Linked DNA regions of Mus musculus: region 2 is linked to region 1. A link is a contact called in public promoter capture Hi-C data. All regions are on one chromosome and are shown on one strand. Each heading gives the region's core, a stretch centred on a gene start, on an enhancer-like site or on the middle of the called end of the contact. The rest is flanking DNA. Distances are from core to core; before and after follow the strand shown.

What was found. Promoter capture Hi-C pulls out the DNA fragments that hold promoters and counts their contacts.
Region 2: a promoter capture Hi-C map of liver shows a contact between it and region 1, with 2.2 times the contacts expected there. The contact joins the promoter of Cryge here to the enhancer-like site in region 1. A contact is called at or near these places in 8 of 39 promoter capture datasets (the 3T3-L1 cell line, 3T3-L1-derived adipocytes, the C10 cell line and 4 more).

The regions. Positions count from the first base shown.
Region 1 is chr1:63,531,265-63,537,621 of GRCm38.p6, reverse strand. Adam23 (a disintegrin and metallopeptidase domain 23) reads right to left here. Exons shown (of 26, transcript NM_011780.3): 7 at 3,264-3,336; 8 at 2,414-2,487; 9 at 638-703. Among named protein-coding and RNA genes, the nearest start is that of Gm22281, 41 kb to the left of the region's middle. Within about 2 kb of position 3,176, at least 16 of the 459 cell types and tissues checked have an H3K27ac peak or open chromatin away from gene starts, as enhancers often do.
Region 2 is chr1:65,047,510-65,053,879 of GRCm38.p6, reverse strand. It overlaps Cryge (crystallin, gamma E), which reads left to right and starts at 2,717. Exons shown (of 3, transcript NM_007777.3): 1 at 2,717-2,775; 2 at 2,868-3,110; 3 at 4,984-5,323. The coding sequence starts at 2,767. The coding sequence ends at 5,256.

The sequences.
Region 1 (6,357 bases), core at 1,927-4,426:
GAGAGCAAGGACTTTAAACATGGACAAGTGAAAAGCATCATATTGGTAAATCTACCCATTATAAATCTCTATTAAAGAGGTAATTTTAGAGCTGTCAAAATTCCATATTGTTACTGTCTCTTCTTCATCTAGAAACACGGCACTCATTTAGAACCACCAAATGATTGTGTCTAAACATCTGGACTTTATTAAGTTACAAACAATAGTTCAATCAAAGTAAAATGCATTTCTTGTTCAACAAGCTCTCTGTGCTGGTGGTTCGCATGAGAATGGCCCCCACGGCTCATATCTCTGAATGCTTGGTCTTTAGCTGGAGGAACTGCTGGGGAAGGACTAGGATGTATGAGCTATTTGGAAGAAATGAGTCACTGAGGGTGAACCCATGCTAGCCCCTCCTCTCTCCCTGTCTGTCTGTCTATCTATGTGTCGGTCCACCTGTCTCAACCTCTACTGCTCTAGCACCACGCTTGCCTGCTACTCCTGTACTTTGCTACCCACCACAGGGATCATGGACTTACCCTCTGAAGCTGTAAGCAAGGCCCCAATTAAATGCTTTCTTTTAAAAGTTGCCTTGGTCATAGTGTCTCTTCACAGCAATAGAACAGTAACTAAGACAGCTACGATTCTCTATTCTTACCGTCTTGTGATCATTAACAATCATAAGCTCCAAATACTTCATTTCTTCAAACACACCACGAGATGGCTAAAGAAAATTTAAAATGCATGGTTAGAACAAGGGTTGATATAAAGTATCTCTAAGCCTTTCAGGACTCTTCATTGCCTGTTGTATAGCTATCCAAAAAAGATGCCTGGTAAAGCAATGTGACTATAAAGTGCCACTGAACAAAGAAGAAGCTAGAGAAACACAGCGTCACTATCGCCACCTGCCAAAATGAGAAATAGGTCATATGGTTTCTGTGTGGCTTTCCAGGTAAAATTACTCTAAAGGAAAAGGTACGGCATGATAGCTAAAAATAAATACATTTCCTTTTCTACAGTAATAATGATAAAATATTCACATTTACTTAAAATGTCAAAGGGAATTCACTTTAAATTCATCTAAGAGAACAGCAGGCACCTCTGAAATCACATCAGGGTGGTCAATAAGAATTAGAGGTCTGGGATAAAAGGCATCTGACAGAGTTCCGATTTCCAGCCCCTCACAGGAACAAACGCCGACAGATAACACTTTAGGAATAAAGACTGTTTTACTTCTCAGTCACACGTATCCTCTCACAGCTGAAAAGGTAATGATGACCATTCTTCCTCATTGTGTACTGAGTAACAGTTCAGTACAGGGTAGACTGCAGTGAAAGGAAAGGCGCATAAGCCAACTGCATCTTCAAGAGTAAGCAAAGTTCTAATTAAGTGAGCATAAAAATTGTATTCGTGATTACCATAATGCCAGTGTACACTATGTAAGAAGATGATTCAAACTTGAACTAACTTTTAGATCGTGGGAGGTGGGGGGAGTCTAATTCATGTAACACACATACACACAAAATAAATTTAACTAAGTATTATCTAAAATGTATAATTTGTGCTATAATTACGCATTAAGTCATCTAGTGAATTACTATGTAACCTATAAGCTACAGAATTAATTCTTGGTTACATGGCATTCACCATGTAATTACTAAACAGTCCCAATCATTACACCCTTCTAATCAACTACACATTTAGTTACAATGCCCCTATGTATTTATCAGAACATAAAAGGCATGCAACAGTTACTGGTTATGCAGTCTCATGACTTTTTTTTAGCCACTGTCATATTGCCAATAAAGGAATGACATTGTATCATTCTGGTCTGAATAAACTGAATAAACACATTCAGTTTCAATTTTGGAATAACAGTTTTTTGTTTGGAAGAAATACAAATAAACTTGATTAGCCAATTTCTTTTAAGAGAAATGTTCTATACGGCATTGTATAAGCCAGATTATCTTTAAAACTGTGGTGCAGTCTCTTTATTGTTTGTTTGCGTCTTTGTTTGGTTTGGTTGTGTGTGGAGGGTGAATGCATGGGAAAGCCAGAGGTCAACTATTGGAATCAGTTCTCTCCTTCCTCCCGCCAGGCGGTCATGAGGATGGAGTTCAGGGTACCAAGCTTCACCTATTTAGCCATCTTACCAGCCCTATTGTGCTTTTCCATTGGGCGGGGGGAATATCCTCCAATTTTCCTAAGAAAAAACACATTGAAGACAGAACTAAAACAACACATTTTTACATGACATCAGGATTCACAGGACACTCTAATCAGTTTGAATCCTTAACAGGAAGGGGAGAATAAATAGCAATGTGCTAGAAATCCTCAAGAGCTGGGGCTTCTCTGTGCTGTGTTTTGTTTGGAAGGGGAGAGTTGAGATGGAGTGTGGGGAGTGAGAAGGAGCCCTGCCTGAGGCTGCACTCACATTGACCGCTCTTTTCCTTCTTCTCAGCCATTGTAATTCAGGTAGCAAAGGCCACTGGTCACTGCCATCTGTGCCTGTGTAAGAGGGAAATTAACATCAAATGGATGTGGACAGCGTTCCATTGAGAATAGTCTTCAAATATTACACGAAGGAACAGTGCCGTTAATAATGAATGTCATCACAGGGCCCAAACAGCCTACAGTGAAACCGTGCATTGATTGTTCAACATTTCACACTCACAAAGACAGCTCAAATGAGATTTTCCTCTCTTTGTGAAAAAAATGTGAGTTGCCCAAGGTTGATTAGAAGATGGTTATTTGACCTACAACCGTTTAACTATAGCCTAAGAACTCTATTATGTGTGCCCAATTTACTTTAGACTTTAAAATGATACGTGGCATAAGGTTCTGTATAAATTATGAAAGATTCTGGGCATTAGTATATAGAAATAGTATCTCACATGCCTGCAGGAAACCAAAAGAAGCCTTTGCCAACATCAGCATACTGAAGATGCTTCTGGGCAGGGTGACTGGGGGAGGTAGTGCAGAAGGGCTGGGGAAGAGCAAACCAGAAAGTCTGGTTTAATGCCTGGCCCTGCAGTAATCATTTATATTTGGCCACACTCAGGTTCCAAGCCCAGCTACACGCTGGCTGGCGCTTCATTTGTCATCTTCACTGAAGCAATTCTCCATGCCTCATCCCACGCAAGGCACAGCTGAGGCTGCACTCCCCACCCACACAGCCGACCCAAGCTCTCAGACCAATTTCCCTCCTGAACAAACCTGACCCTCTACAGAGGTCTGCAAGACACAGCCCCACACATACCACAGCTATTTTAATGAAGACTTACTGAGATTCTTCATCTGCTTAGAATACTGTCCTGCCAAGGTTTTCTGGATTATGTGTGGTCGGCCTGTGCTTTTCTGAAACAAAAGACAATGGCAGGGAATGAAAAAGTAAGACAGGAAGACACCTCTATGACTCCATGGAACTGTGCTTGCATAATGCTGCTTCTAATATCCTTCCTTACATGGGGACATGACATATTAGAAGGAAGACGGGATGCCTTGTTGAACCTTTAATTTTAAATGAAGAAGAGCCCTCCAACGGCCCCACTTTAGATGAAAGCACTGTTTTGTCAGTTGCTCTTGAATCTCAGCTTCTCTCAAAGCCCCAAGTGGGAAACGAATAGGAAAGGACTGCCTGTCCACTGGCATGATAACCTTGGTGCTCTCGTATACTTTTAAAATTTGAAAAGATGAAACTGCAATTTTCTCATCAACTTGTAAGTGATTTTAAAAATGATGACATCCATATTTAATTACAGCTGCAAGGCCAGGCTGAATATACTCATACATCACTGGTAACATGGCTTGAGAAAGATTTTAATGATTTCCATAAGCAACCTTGGAAATATTCATATCCTTTGGCCTAGAAATTACAGGGCCTCATTACATTATTAGGTATGGAAGTGGCATTGTTAAGAGCTGAGGGCTCAGTTTCTGCCAAGCAGTGTTGGTGTGTGCATTGTCTGAATTATTCCCAAGAAGTCCATGTTGTCTGGATTCTACCCCTGTTCTAGGCTGCTTTCTGCCACTGTGATAAAACACTGACCATTACAAACTTGAGAAGGAAAGAGCTCATCCCACCTGGCAGGATACAGTCCATTATGGAAGAAAATGAAGGCAGGACCTCAAGAAGGAACCTAGAGGCAAGAACTGAAGCAGAGGCCGTGGAGGAACGCTGCTTACTGGCTGGCTTCCTCTGGCTTGTCGGCTACCGTTTTTATATATCCCAGGGATACCTATTTTATCCCACCTGTGGCAGGATGATGCCACCTGCAGTGGGCTTGGCCATCGTACATGAGTTAGCAATAAGAAAATGACCCACAGACACACCCAACAGGCCACTCTGATGGAGACGGGTCTTCAGCTGAGGTTTCTCTCTTCTTGGGTGAGTCAAGTTGACAAGCAAGATCAACCATCACATTTCTACTTAACGAATAAGAATACTGAGATTCAGAAAAATTCAGAATTGGGTTAAGTTGTGCTATGAGAAAATCAATTTATCTAAAATATACATGGAAATATGCAATGGAAAAATTGTGTGAATATTTGCTAAAAGGTGATAAATTTTCTTTGGGGGTGGTATGATGGATAATTACTAGTTAATTAAGTGGTTATTTTGCTTTTCAAAATTTTTTAACATATTTCTAGATTTGGTGGCTTTTGCAATATTGATAATTGAACTCAGAGTCTCATATATACTAAATTAGTTCTGTTCCACTAAGTAATGCCTAGCCTGTTTTTGGGGGAGGGGGTGGTGTTATGATTTTGTTTGTTTTGTTTTATTTTGTTTTGTTTTGAGACAGGGCCTCACTAAGTTTCCCAGGTTAGCCTTGAAGTAAGCCTTCTGTGTCAGCCTCCTGAGTAGCTGTGATCACAGGCATACAGTACCACACTCAATTAATATATTAGTTTTATAATCATAAAGCTTTTTAAAAGGCCTTTCTTATTAGATTTGATAGAAAACAATAATTAAGAATATTGCTAATTGCTTTCTACTTGCAATAGAATGTGAATTCTCACTGGAACTATCCTGTCCATACAAGAGTTACTACCAAACATGTTAAACTAATAGTAATAATAATAACAATAATAGTTTGAATATCCCAAAATCCAAATTCTATCTAATCAGTTCTTTATTCTGGAAACTGATGAAAAGACACCTAGCATCATGATATTTACCCCTGAACCTGCAACAAGATTTTCGCTGCTAATTTAAAGATTCAAGTTCTGCTCGCTTGCCCCCACCCACAGTGAGAATGAACAAAAGGGAGGCAGTAGGAGGCAGGCAGGGAACAGAAGATAATAAGCACATAACCACCAGCCCCCAGCAGTATAATTACAGCTATAACAACTAAGTGCTGATTCCTCAAACATTTTGATCATACGAGTTTATATGTATATAAACCCTTTTAGCACTTCAGCAGACACTGCAACACATTTATGAATTCACCCCGTCTGCAAAAATTGTCATATTATGGATGCACTGGAAATTACCCCATTTACACTTTCTTAAAATGTGAAAGCTTAGAGAACTATTTTGGACTTATTGTTGTTGTTTTCCTTTGGGGGTTTCCTTGGTGAGGGAGGTAAGGGAGCAGTTACTCAAAGCCAATAGTCAGGTGTTTTGCTGAATGTCTGAATGTCTGTCTGGCAGTTTTGCCATAAGATGGTTATCTGCCTGCCCATGGAACAGGGAGCACATTTTACTCATCAAAATATCCTAATCAAGGCTAAACTGTTGTCACTCTATGGAAAGTTTTAAAGTTATTCATCAAAACCCACACAGGTTTGTTCAAATATTGCAATCACCATGTATAATTAAATATTTTTTCTGTCTCGAATTTGAAGTTACCTCATAGTTTTATATATGTGTAAATATAAATTTATTTTCATTTATACATTAAATTATATATTTATATATTATAAATAAAATATATACATATATGTAATGTGTGTATTGTGTAAATAGATTATATAGGTATATGTTATATATTTCATATTATATAAATGTATATATAAATATATTGCATACATACATGTACAGACAAGAAAATAAATGCTGCTTTTTATTATCAAAAGTCTAAATGTCAGAGTTGGTGAGATGGCTCAGCAGTTGAGAAGTCTTGCTGCCCTTGCAGAAGGCCCAAGCTCAGTTCCCAGCCCCCACATGGCTACTCACAGCCACCTGGAACTCCACTCCCCAGGCTCCGAGGCTCCGAGGCCCTTTGCTGAGCTCCTTACACAGAACACCCACACACAAACCAATCAATCAATCAAATATATTACATATATATAATATATATGTACTATCTATGTGCACATGTGTATATATGTATGTGTGTGTGTGTGTGTGTGTGTATACATATTTTAACAGCC
Region 2 (6,370 bases), core at 1,468-3,967, 1.5 Mb before region 1:
CATAGCAGACCTGTTCTTTCTTTTCTGGCTTCTCCAACTTAGCTTAATGTATTTTCTCTGCTGAGTGACTTTAATATTCTTGTTAAAGCCATTTTGAAAACACATATGAGCCCCACCCCCCTTCAGGATCCTGACTTTATTCCATTGCTCAACATGTCTGGGTTTACACTGGTACCACACTGTTTTTATTACTATAGCTTTGTAGTGAATTTTAAAATCAGGAAATATGAGCCCTCCAAATTTGTTCTTTTCCGAGTCATTTTGGCTGTTTGGATCCTTTGAGAAGTCAGTTGACTCTCGGGAACATGTTTATGTTTCTGGGTAGAAGATGCTGGGATTTTGTCAGAGTTGCCTTGACTCTGTAGATTACTTGGGGTAATTGTGACATCTTAATGATATCAAGTATTCTGATCCACAAGCACAAGATTCCCTTCCACAGGTTTATAACTTCTTCATTTTTATCTTCAGAAGTGTTTTGCAGTTTTATGCACAATAGACTTACTCTCTCTCCCTTAACATATGGTGAACATTTTCTATATCCTTAAGTAAATTCTCAGAAAAGTAAGAGATAATTTTGATGGTCACAGAGCAACTCATCAAACAGATGTTTCATAATTTACTTAATTAACATACTATTTTGGACATTTCTTTTATATCAAATTTTTAAATAAGCTACTACTTTTTTGTATGTACCTTAAACCATTTCTTTCAGATAGATTTTAGAGATGTACTTATTAAATCAAAGGAATAAGGATTGAACTTTTTAAAAATATACATCAACAGCCAGCTGGTGGTACACACCTTTAATCCCAGCATTTGGGAGCCAGGGAGAGGCAGGTAGATCTCTGAATTTGAGACCAGCCTGGTCTACATAATGAGTTCCAGGTCAGCCAGGGCTACACAGAGAAACCCTGTCTCAGAAAGACAAGCAAAATACATCAACAAGGGCTGGAGAAATAGCCAGCAATTAGAAAAACAAACAAAACAACTACACCATCAAAGGCTAGAGAAATAGGCAGCAGTTAGGACCCAGGCTGTTCTTCCTGTGGATTCAATTCCCAGTACATGCACAGCAACTCAGAGCTATTTGTGACTCCAGTTTCAGGGAATACAACCTCCATTTGCTGACTACTATAAGCATCTACATACATGCAGGCAAAATGCTTATACACATACAATAAATCTTTTTTAAATTATAAATAAATAAATAAATATTTAGAATATACATCAATAGTGCCTTGTTTGGATATAAGACCCTGTTTTTGTTTCTCCTACTTATTTATAAATCCCAAATTAATAATTTTTAAAAAGACAAAGATGTGACCAGGCTTAGGACTCAATCAAGTTAAATTTGCTGAGGGAGAAAAGTTTTGAGTAAGCCACTCAGGTGGTAAGAGTCCCTGTTTAGGAATGAGAGCAGCTTCTCCAGAGGTAGTTCTCAAGGCCAAGGGGAAGGAGATACTGTTTTCTAGGGGCAGCTGGAGGTGTAGTCTTAGCTATCACAATTACCTCAGCTGGGGGTGGGGGAGGGGTGTCAGCTGACATCCGATGGTTGAGACAGGACGCTAAGAAGCATGTTGCATTTCTCTGGACAGTCCTATGCATCAGAATGTTTCAGCTAGAATGTCAACCTTGTGCCAAGGTTGAGAGGCCTTGCTTTAAAGAGAGTGAGGTACCTGTTGCTGTTGGGAGTCTTGGAAACAGGAGGAGGGGGTCCAGCCCCTTTAACTAGTGCACTCACTACAGGACAATCAGGGTTTGCTCAGGGGTGTTGAGGGCAGCGTCTTTACAAGGTTGTGTGGTTCCAAATGTCCTCCTTACAGGTTGTTTGTTACCGTGCATTTATCGGCAGCTCGAACAAACTGATGTTTTGCTGCGAAGTCAATACAAGTAGAAACTTACCAGTGTAAAAGGGCTGTGAGTCACCCTGTGACCCCAGGACTTAAAATCTCTTGCCTGCACTGAGAGAGGCCTGGGGGAAGAGGCCCAAGCAGATGGGCGTGGTCTCACACTCTGAGGAACAGAACTGAGGTGTCTAACTTTAGCATTTACTTAGTCCCGTTAGTTCTCTGGTTCCTAGCTGATCAGCACAAAGCTTATAAGAAAGCTCTTTTGTTGTTGCTTTTTCAAGATTTCTCCGTGTAACAGTCCTGCCTTTCCTGGAACTCATTTTTGGAGACCAGACTGTCATGGCCTTGAACTCACACAGATCTTCCTTCCCCTGCCTGTCTCTGCCCATTTAATCTCCCGCCTGCCTCTGTCTCCAGAGTACAGGACAGAGGAGAACCCTTTTGGACTCTCATCATCCTGTGGAGAAGGTACACTCACCCCTGTCGCCCCCATCTTCCACTTTTTCAAGACTGTTAACTATATTGCATTGTTAGTCTATGGCATTGTTTCGAAACTGTAAAAGATAGCTAAAACATTTCGCTACAAATGTTAACGAGTTAAGCAACTTTGCTCTACATCAGTTTTTCCGAAATCAGCTTCATTTAAAGGCTGGAGCCGCGTCAAGTGACCCTCTTAGCCGGGTCAGTGATTCGTCATCCATTCGAAAGCTCTGGAGAGTCTAAGAGAAAACATACAATAACCCACACCTCCCCCATAGTCATTATATAGAAAAGAGAGAGAGAAAAAATGCCCTGTCCCCCCGCGGGCCCCTTTTGTGCCGTTCCTGCCAACGCAGCAGACCTCCTGCTATATAGACCCTGCTCCCAGCCCCACACACTCAACAGCACTATCCCATCCGACCTGCCAACACCAGCCATGGGGAAGGTGAGCCCAGAGCATCCTCATTTTGGGAAAGGACCTGCCCTGGGGTCCAGGCCACATCAGGCCTCTGAGCCCTGCCTTGCCTTGCCTTACAGATCACCTTCTATGAGGACCGCGGCTTCCAGGGCCGCCACTATGAGTGCAGCACCGACCACTCCAACCTGCAGCCCTACTTCAGCCGCTGCAACTCTGTGCGCGTGGACAGTGGCTGCTGGATGCTCTATGAGCAGCCCAACTTCGCAGGCTGCCAGTACTTCCTGCGTCGCGGGGACTACCCTGACTACCAGCAGTGGATGGGTTTCAGTGACTCTGTCCGCTCCTGCCGCCTCATCCCCCACGTGAGTCTTTTCACAGGGCTCCTGCCTACAGTCAATTATGTGATCCTGACCAGCTAGTAATATCTGTGACTGGCTCAAGTCAGGAGTGGCAGCCACCTTCCTCTGGTTCTGTGTCCTCTATGTTTACTAAGAAGTACTCCATCCAAGGTTCCCACAAAAACATGTCTGAAAGTAAAGTTCTCCGCTGGGCATTTTCATTTACTTTGCTAAAATCAATTCACTATTATTGGGAATAACCTGAGCATGGTTTTTAGTTCAGAGCCACTGGGCCGCGGCTTTAATACCAAGAGGCTGCCTGATGGTTTGAGGTTGTTCACCCATGTTTCTTAACTTCATTCACATCAGACCTTGTCACCAGGGGCTGAGCTGATAAGTTTAGCTGAGCTGTGGTAATACTTGCCAAGGGATGGAAAAGTAGGATTTTAAAGTTTCTGGGGCATCAACTGTAACCCAAAGGAAGCCCCAACAGTCTAGATGCCATGGATTCTCTAATAACCTACTTCAGATATTAGCTGCTGCCTTTTCCTCCCTCCATCCTTCCCTCCCTCCTTGTCCTATCCCTCCTCCTCCTCCTTTTCCTCCTCCTCCTCTTCTTCCTTTACCTAGCTACCCCCTTCCTCCTGTTCCTTTCTACAGACTCAAAGCACTGGCCTTTCCTTTTCTCTTAAAAGAACGTCTTGTCATAAGGGCTGCTCTCTGTGTGACAAGCTGTCCTGAGGATCAAATTTGTCCACACACATGTGAGTCCTTTGCAAAGAGCACAATACTGGTCTATCAGAGGATGCCTCATAAGCCTGTTGCTCCCTGTTGCTAGGAGACCCCTTCCTACCGTAGGTTTTGAGGATAGAAGAAGACCTTGAGCCAAGAGCTCTTGCTGAAGCTGAAGAGCAGGTTTGCCCAGGACAAGCAGCCCGACTATTCACTGTGCTACAGCAGTGGTTCTCAACCTGTGGGCCACTACCCCCTTAGGGTTCTGTATTAGATATCCTGTATATCAGCCATTTATATTATGGTTCATAACAGTAGCAAAATTTCAGTTAAGAAGTAGCAAGGAGATGGTTTTATGGCTGGGGGTCACCACAACGTGAGGAACTGTATTAAAGGGTCGCAGCATTAGGAAGGTTGAGAGCCACTGCTCTAAAGGTTTGCATTCCTGATCCACACAGGCTTCTTCAGGATCTCAAACATTCATCACAGGTATTGACCAAACCTGATTTACCCAGAGCACACTTTAGAGCTGAGAGCTAAACCTCAGTCTTTGAGATATCCTTGCTTTATAACCTTTGAGGTTGTAAAGGGCCGGAAGCAACAAAGAACGCTGGAGGGAGGGATATCTGGGTTGAGCTTCTTCCTGAATTGGCCCATCCTCTTCCTGTGGAAGAGACAATTTGACTTCTCTTCCTCTGCTTTCTCCTAATGCTACTGAAATTCAGGATGGTGGTTTTTTTGCTAAAGATACACTTGGATTTTCACTGCAATACCAAATTAATTTTATACCTTCTAAAAAGAACCTCGGATTACCAAGAATCTAGAGGGTTGGGGGGGAGGTGGAGAATAGTTGTTTAAAATGATGCTGAGGAGGGCCAGTATGTGGATAGTTATACTTGAAAACTCCACCGGAGCACAGTTTATACGAAAGGAATGGTTGGTGGTGATGATCTCGAGTTTCACTGTGAACAACTTCCTGAATCATGCGCAGGGATCCTAGTATTAGTGGCCTTTCTTTCAGTTAAATCGTTCTGGCATAGAAAAGCTAGGGAGCGCCCTTCCCCCAGACAGCACGTGCTGGATTGGCAAGCTCAGCTCAGCTCAGCTCAGCTCAGCTCAGCTCAGCTCAGGTTTTCTGACGTCCTGCTGTTCTCTGGACACACAGTCCAGTTCTCACAGGATCAAGATCTACGAGCGAGAGGACTACAGAGGCCAAATGGTGGAGATCACAGACGACTGCTCCCACCTGCAGGACCGCTTCCACTTCAGTGACTTCCACTCCTTCCACGTGATGGAGGGCTACTGGGTCCTCTACGAGATGCCCAACTACCGGGGGCGGCAGTACCTGCTCAGGCCTGGGGAGTACAGGCGCTACCACGACTGGGGCGCCATGAATGCCAGGGTGGGCTCTCTGAGGAGAATCATGGATTTCTATTGAAATATTTTTACTCTACCATTTTCTCCATCTGGACAGTAATAAAATATTTCCTGTGTGTTTCATGCAATAACAGAGTTCTCTGTTCCTTTCACCCTCAATTGAAGGGCGCAGCAAAGCTACTCAGAAATGATATGGATAGTATCATACATAGGGGTGGGCTGGGAACGGAAAAGCAGACAAGAAAACGTGCAACTTAAGACAAAAAGCACAGATTCTGGGGGGGGGGGGGGGGACCAGAAGTGGGCGCGTGTCTCTGTAAGAGTTAAATCCTATTGGCTGCTTGCTAGCTGGGGTGGTTTAAGCGTTTGGAAGGGGGTGGGGGGAGGTTAAAAAGGTTCCCTTGGAGGCACACAACTGGCCATTAATAGGAGCAACCATTGAGGAGTCAATTCGAGAACATCAGGCAGTCCAGACCTGCCTGGCCATTACTGGGGGCCACAGGGCAGTGCAGTCGAGAATCTAGAGGAAAAAGTAACCACGTTTCCAGAAACCACATCACTGTAGATACAGAAATGGGCTGTGGCTCATCCAGAGAGGTGGAGGTTTCACAAGATGCTGTGGCCCTGGCTAACAAAGCTAGTGGCCAGGGTCACTAGCTTCAGGCGATGGATTGATGTCACTTATCATTTCTGTGCCCCGGTTCTCTAGTTTGTGAAGGTGAGAGGTATTAATCCCGACCTGACGAAGAACAAATATGGATTTTTGTCATCTGATTGTGATGATTGTTTTGTAACGGGGCCACACACAAAGTAACTGCTGCCTGCACACTGGACTTGTGGTATACAGGTATACTAAATACTTCTTATACAGCATTTGCACCAAGGTCGGTGCTTAACAAAGTATAACGAATTGAAGTTGGGCTATATCACAATCTCTCAGGATACTTACTAAAATTTTTAGAGCCTACAACACATTCCTTGATAGCTGACTGTTTTGCTTGTAAAATTAAAGAGCCCTGAGACTTAAGTCTGGTTTCGTAGCTCAGAGTCATATCCAAAAGGGTTCACATATTCATCTTAGATACTGTGATCTACTGAAAGATGACAGTGAATGGAGCAGGATCCTTCACATACAAATACACACATACACATATACTCACATGCATACATGCACA